Regions from separate parts of the Capra hircus genome. Here region 2 is linked to region 1. A link is a contact called in public Hi-C data. All regions are on one chromosome and are shown on one strand. The core of a region is the stretch at or near the end of the contact, and the rest is flanking DNA. Distances in the headings are between cores, read along the strand shown. Region 1 overlaps ALPK2 (alpha-protein kinase 2). Region 2 has its middle 69 kb from the start of MALT1.

Evidence for each region. A called contact is a pair of places that touch in the nucleus more often than the background predicts.
Region 2: a contact with region 1 is called in a Hi-C map of blood, with 6 times the contacts expected there. The contact joins two enhancer-like sites. A contact is called at or near these places in 4 of 5 Hi-C or Micro-C datasets (blood and liver).

The regions. Positions count from the first base shown.
Region 1 is chr24:57,831,638-57,834,878 of ARS1.2, forward strand. All of the region lies in intron 3 of ALPK2 (alpha-protein kinase 2), which reads right to left. Among named protein-coding and RNA genes, the nearest start is that of MIR122, 61 kb to the left of the region's middle. Within about 2 kb of position 1,539, at least 2 of the 5 cell types and tissues checked have an H3K27ac peak or open chromatin away from gene starts, as enhancers often do.
Region 2 is chr24:58,036,152-58,039,392 of ARS1.2, forward strand. No RefSeq gene overlaps it. Among named protein-coding and RNA genes, the nearest start is that of MALT1, 69 kb to the left of the region's middle. Within about 2 kb of position 1,555, at least 3 of the 5 cell types and tissues checked have an H3K27ac peak or open chromatin away from gene starts, as enhancers often do.

The DNA of each region.
Region 1 (3,241 bases), core at 289-2,788:
CAGGTAATGAATTCTTCAGTTAGAGTGTATCTCCAGGCACTAACGATATTACGGGAGAAAGATGAGCTATACCGAGTCCTACGGATGACAAAACCCATCTGCAGGTGCCCTGACCCCCGCTGTCAAGATCTTGGCCCCAGGTCTTGACCACGCCCGTCGCCCCACTTGGGACACATTTCCTCCAGGACGCTTCATGGCGGATTTCCTGACTCCTAAGTGTTCCTAAGTCTGCCAGCCCTGTCCACAGCCTGCTGTGGGTTCTGAAGACGGAAACCGGGATGGGGGATTCAGGGCAAGGCATAATGTGGCCGGCTGAGCTGAATGAGGGTCACGGAGAGAGAGGCTTGATCAGGCGGCCACGGGGCTTTGGGAGAGGGCCCCCTTTTGTGTGGGATGGGTGGGGGGAAAAAACAGATGAAGGAGCTGAAACGAGGCCCAAGAGGGAAGCTGGGTTTATCTTCTGTGTATATTCTGGCCAAGGGTTGAGGGCAAAGGCTTGAGAAGTCCCCTGGTGACGATAAAGCTCTGGCTGCACTAAGCTTCGAGTGTCAAAGTGTACTCAGTTTGTCCTTTCCGTCATCCAAGTCATCCCTCACACCCAACACCGCCTCCCCGCCCCCAAGGCTGTGCTTCCTGGGGCTACAGCCCTTCGCCCCTGGGAGGTCGAGCAGCTCCAGATCAAACCCTCCGACAGCACCTGGTCGGTCCTCTCTCCCGCGGAGACAGACAATTCCAAATGTGACTCCCACCCACGCCGCCTCTGGGCTGAAACCACTCGATTCTTTAAAGCACAGTTCCACTCTATTTAAATGTTTTGAAACATATCACTAGAATACGGTTGGATACCTCTTTGGGAAGTCATTTCACGTGTGGTCCCTTTCTGCAGCCGAGGCTGCGGGCCCCTCTGACACGGATGGGGAGTGAGGTCTCCGCTAAGGAGCCTCTCCCTGGCGTTAGAGGGCTGCAGTGTTGTGCCCCAGTCCAGGGCTGGCGTGTTACGTCGCCACCATCTCTTCTGACTTTTACCAGGTTTTGTGGGAAAGAGCTCGGAAAGAGGTGGCTGCAATCTTGGGTTATGGGATGCAGTTTGGCATTGATGCGATTCCCCTAAGCAAAGCAAAGCTGACTGCAGTTACCAGGACTCTGAGCCCCCAGGAGTCTGAAACTTGAAACAGAGACCCCCGGGGACTTCAGACACAAAGGGCAGGGTGAGATGAAAATAAATTTTATACTTAAATTTGAAAGAAAACCCATGCCACTTTTAACAGAAACAAATGGTTACAGACTCCTGGATTGTACCTAAATGTTTTTCTGTAAATCTTCTTTAGCACGTGGTCTAATTATACCAGTCAGCTGCACTGGTTGATGTTTTGAATTTTTAATCTTATTTGAAGTAACATTATAACGGGCAGAAAGTATACAGCCACTCGCTATGCACTAAGGATTTCTTCTCACAGGGCCGCGACAGGTTCCGCCCAAGCTACCCGTCCCGGAGGACAGAGCCTCCTGGCCACGGGCAGCCCAGCCATCTTCTCCACCTTTTGACCTGCTCTGCCTCTGGAAGTGAGCACAGTGAAGAGCTGCAAGTGCAAGATACAGAATGCACTCTACACCAGAACCACTCCATCTCTTAAAACTGGCCTCGTCAACCTCCTTTCCAAATAAAGCTTTTCCCTCCCTCTCACCAAAACTCCGGCGTTTGGCTTCTCTGGTGGCTCAGTGGTAAAGATTATCCGCCTGCCAACGCAGGAGACACAGGTTCAGTCCCTGGTCCAGGAAGACGTCACGGAGCAGCTAAGCCCGTGGGCTGCAGCTACTGACGCCTGCACTCTGCAACACGAGAAGCCGCCGCACCGAGTAGCCCGAGAGCCGAGCTAGAGAAGAATTCTCGCAGCGGAGACCTCACCCAGCCAAAAATAGATGAAAAAATTTACAGCGCGTGTTGTCGTCTGTAACTGGGTTCAGATGTAACTATTCTTTTAAGTTAGAGACCTGGACTTGGATGATCAGTGTCCCTCTCCTCCTCTAAACCTAAGTCCAACCTTCTGCCTTTCAACAGCTCCTGATGCGGAAGTGCCACACAAAGGCTGAACACCTCTCTCATTGTGTCTGCAACACCTTCTTCCGTGGGAGTGAGTCAGTCTAGCAAACTCCTCCCCTCCCATCTCAGCAATCTTCAGCTCCCATTCAGACCTCCTTCTAGATACACTGCGCTCTGAGCAAACTTGGTTTCCCAAACTTTGGGGTCTGTTTTACCCCTAGAAATCGTTTTTAAACTTTCCCGCACCACGGAATTCCCATTCACCTCTCTGAGGGCCTCCAGTGTTAAAAGAACCAGCGAGCTCCTTGGTGGCTCAGCGGTAAAGAAAGCTCCTGCCGACGCAGGAGACACAAGAGATTTGGGTTTGATCCTTGAGTCAGGAAGATCCTCTGGTGTAGGAAATGGCAACCCACTCCATTATTCTTGCCTGGAGATTCCTATGGACAGAGGAGCCTGGCGGGCTACAGCCCATGGGGTTGCAAAAGAGACAGACCCAACTTAGTGACTAAACCACCACCAAGGCCATGACGCACCCAAGGGCACGTGCCCGTGTTGGTCGGAGTGACTGAAAGCTCAGTCCTTTTATATGCTGTGATACAGCCTCTTAGTACAAACCGTTTATTCATAACAAAGGAACAAGGCATTACAAAATTCACTGCCTCAAAAGACATCCAAAGGCTACATTAGAGATGGCATGAGCTTAATGTCAGTTACTAAAGTCCCCGAATTTCACGGCACTCCAACGACCACCTCGGGATCCCTGATGGCTGATACTGTGGTCCTTTCCCGGCCTCAGTGCTGGGCCCTGACACACTGCACACTTAAAAAAAGTTCTTTTTGGACTTTTTTTAAAAACAAAAACTAGCTCCTCCTCCAGTCTTCCTGTTTTAGTAAACAGCAACCCCGTAACTTAACAGTAGCTCAGGCTAACATCATGGAGTCACCCTTGCCTTCTTTCTCTCACAGCCTCCCTCCCATCCGTTAGTGGGTTCCCGTGGTTCCTACCTACAAAACTTCTACAGAATGTCATCACTAGTCACTGCTATGCATCGCTACCATCTTGGTCCAAGTCATCTCTCACCTAGATTACTGCAGGCTAATGCTTGTTTCTTTACTGTTTTTTGAAGGATAATTAAACAGGAAGCATCCTAACCACGTGCTCCCTCAGTTAAGCCCATCAACAGGCAGCCTGTACCAATG
Region 2 (3,241 bases), core at 305-2,804, 200 kb after region 1:
GAGGCGGGCACGCGCGGCACAGCCGCAAGCTGAGCGCGCGCCCTACACGCTGCAGACGCACGGGGAGGCGTGCCCTCCAGACTCTCCCACGGGAGAACGGCCCCGCCAAGACCCCACTTTCTGCCCGTTGATACGAAGTTTGGATTTCTGGCCTCCAGAACTGGAAGACAATAAATTTCTGTTGTTTCATGACGCCAAGCTGGTGAAAATGGGTCGTGACAGCTCTAGGAACCCGCACAGGATGGCAGCTCCGACTCCAGCCCCGAGCGGCCTGGGAAGGACCCGGAGCAGCGCGGGCGGAGCCAGCCGAGCCGCCGCTCCCCGGCTGCTGTCAGTCTCGGGCGCCCCCTCCTGGCCCCAAGGCGGACGCGCGCCCCCGCCGGCCCAGACACTCACTGTCTCTAGAGAAACGGCAGAACGGAGGGGATCTCAACATTTGAAACAGAAGCTTGTCTCCAGGGAGGTGCCTGGTGGCCCAGTGGTTCGGATTTGGCGCCTTGGCCGTCGTGGCCTGGGTTCAGCCCCTCGTCGGGGTCCTGAGATCCCACAAGCCGCACGGCGTGACCCAAAAAATTTCTAAGAGAGGATTTTTAACCATGCGTTCTTTCCCCTCGTCCTGAATAACACAGCCAGCTCTGTATCCCGTGTCTCGCTCACACGCTCTGTCTTCTCCCCCTTCTCCGTACGCTCAGCTCCGCCGTGATGACCCAGCTTTCCTCTCGCTTCCTTGGCCCGCTCCTCCCGGACGGAGGACCGTTCCTGGTAGCCCAACCACGCACCTCCCGGGGGTCCCCTCTACCTTGTCACACAGAAATGAACTCAAACCTTCCCCCGCTGATCACAAACTACTGTCAGCTCACTTCAACCTAATCGGGTCCAAAACACACGAACAGCTCGTGGCGAAGATCCCCCTGGAGAAGCAAACGGGCCGACAGGCTACAGCCTATGAGACCGACAGACTTAGTGACTAACCCTCCCCAGCAGGGGAGCAGCTGACGCTCCCGGCCAGGAGGGGAGAGCCGGGGCGGCTCGCTGGTGGTGACATCCGCTGCACCCTCAGAGGAGGGATCCGACCCCAGTGAGAAACTCTGGGGCCTGAGCAGCAGCGACCAGCGGGCCTGAAGGGGTTGGGAGCCCCCTTTAAGGACTCCGGGTCTGCACCGTCCTCTGGGGCCTGCCCAGCTCTCTGGACCAGGCCTTACTTTGTTTTGTTGAGTTCTGGGTGGGTTCAGTTCAGTTCAGTTCAGTTCAGTCGCTCAGTCGTGTCCGACTCTGCGACCCTATGGACTGCAGCACCCCAGGCCTCCCTGTCCATCACCAACTCCCGAAGCTTGCTCAAACTCATGTCCATCGAGTGGGTGATGCCATCCAACCACCTCATCCTCTGTTGTCCCCTTCTGCCCTCAATCCTTCCCAGCATTGGGGTCTTTTCCAGCGAGTCAGCTCTTCCCATCAGGGGCCAGTGTTGGAGCTTCAGCTGCAGCATCAGTCCTTCCAGTGGTGGGTATGCGCCGGGAGCCCAGCAGAGGGCAGCGCAGGCTCGTTTGTCCTTCACTCTGCGTGGGTTTTTTACAACCTGCGAGCTTGCTTCCTGCTGCAGCCCAGAGCACAGGGAAGGCCGGAGCCTCGGGAAGGGCTGCTGGAGCAGCGGAGCAGCGGTGTTTGCAGCCACTCGGCCAAGCCACAATGAGGCCTTGCCAGTGGCCATGCCCCTCCTGACCTCTCACCGCTTGACTCTGGTGCTGCAGTCCGTGGGGTCAAAAAAGAGCCAGACACGCCTGAAGCCACCTAGCACTCACATAACTGGGATCCAATATACCTAACCCTGAGCATCCCCGTCTAAACCATTTCAAGGGCACCGTTCAGTACTGGCCAGTGTGCACAGAATGCTCCCACTCTAGAGTTTGTGATTTCTCATGGACAGAACCCGAGGCACAGCTATGGTGAAAGTCAGAGAAAAGGCCAAGACCTGGAGATTGCTTCTGTTGAGAAAGGAGGAATTCCAAGGTGCGACCCAGAGGCTTCTCAGGCTATGGTACACCTACGCACTTTCCAGACCCCTCTGCCTCGAGGGGCTGGGTGGGGGTTTCCTGTCCACTTCAGTCTCATCTGCCCCCAGCCCTCCCCAGACACTAGCCGGACAAAACCTACAACTCAACTGGGAGTCACGGGGAGCACCCCCAAAGGGATCCCTGCCCACGTTCAGAAACAGGACCAAAGGTTATTCAAAGTGAAAGAAAGTGAAAGTCGCTCAGTCGTGTCCGACTCTTTGCGACCCCATGGACTATGCAGTCCATGGAATTCTCCAGGCCAGAATACTGGAGTGGGTAGCCATTTCCTTCTCCAGGGGATCTTCCCAACCCAGGTCTCCCGCATTGCAGGCAGATGGGAATGAGCCACAAGGGAAGCCCACAAGTTATTCAAAATCCTCTCAAATATCACTCTGAAAATAATCTGTACAGTACGTAAATGGAATGTCAATGGGAAGTGATGATAATTGTGCCCCCAAAACATTTTAGACTTCCCTGGTGGCTCAGTGATAAAGAATCGGCCTGTCAGTGCAAGAGACAAGGGTTCAATCCCTGGATCGAGAAGATCCGCTGGAGAAGGAAATGGCAACCCAGTCCCATGTGCTTGCCTGGAAAATCCTAGGACAGAGGAGCCTGGCGGGCTATAGTCCATGGGGTCGCAGACACGACTTGGCAACTAAAATGGCAGAACACTTTAAGCCGTAAGATGCATTCAGGGTCCTTGGCCTTTGATGAGCTCCAAAGTGAGCAAGACAGAATTTGAATCCCCAATAATAACAACAGCTAGTATTTAGGCAGGTCCTGTGAGCCTGACACAATGTCAGCTGCTTTTCTCATTCAGGCTTTTGTGATGGATGGAGGTATTGTGTCCGATTCACAAAGGAGGAAACTGGAGCCCCCAGGACTGCTGGACTTGCTCAAGGTCACAGAGGAAGAAAATGGTGGAGCCTGCATTTGGACACTTCAGACCAGCTCCAGGTAACTGGCTAGTGACCTCAGCTTTGCCTGGCTTGACGGGGGTGAAGTGCAGTGTCTAAGAGAGAACTGCAGGAATTCTGGCTCAGGGAAGCCGAGAAGCCTGGGGAAGGGTGAGTTTCCCATCTTTGAATAAGGTCAGAACCACCACCAGTTCCAATCGCCCTTAATCTGGATTGGTAAATTCGCACATAAAAAACGTTAACGGGGCATTCACGCACACGCTCACCAGCCAG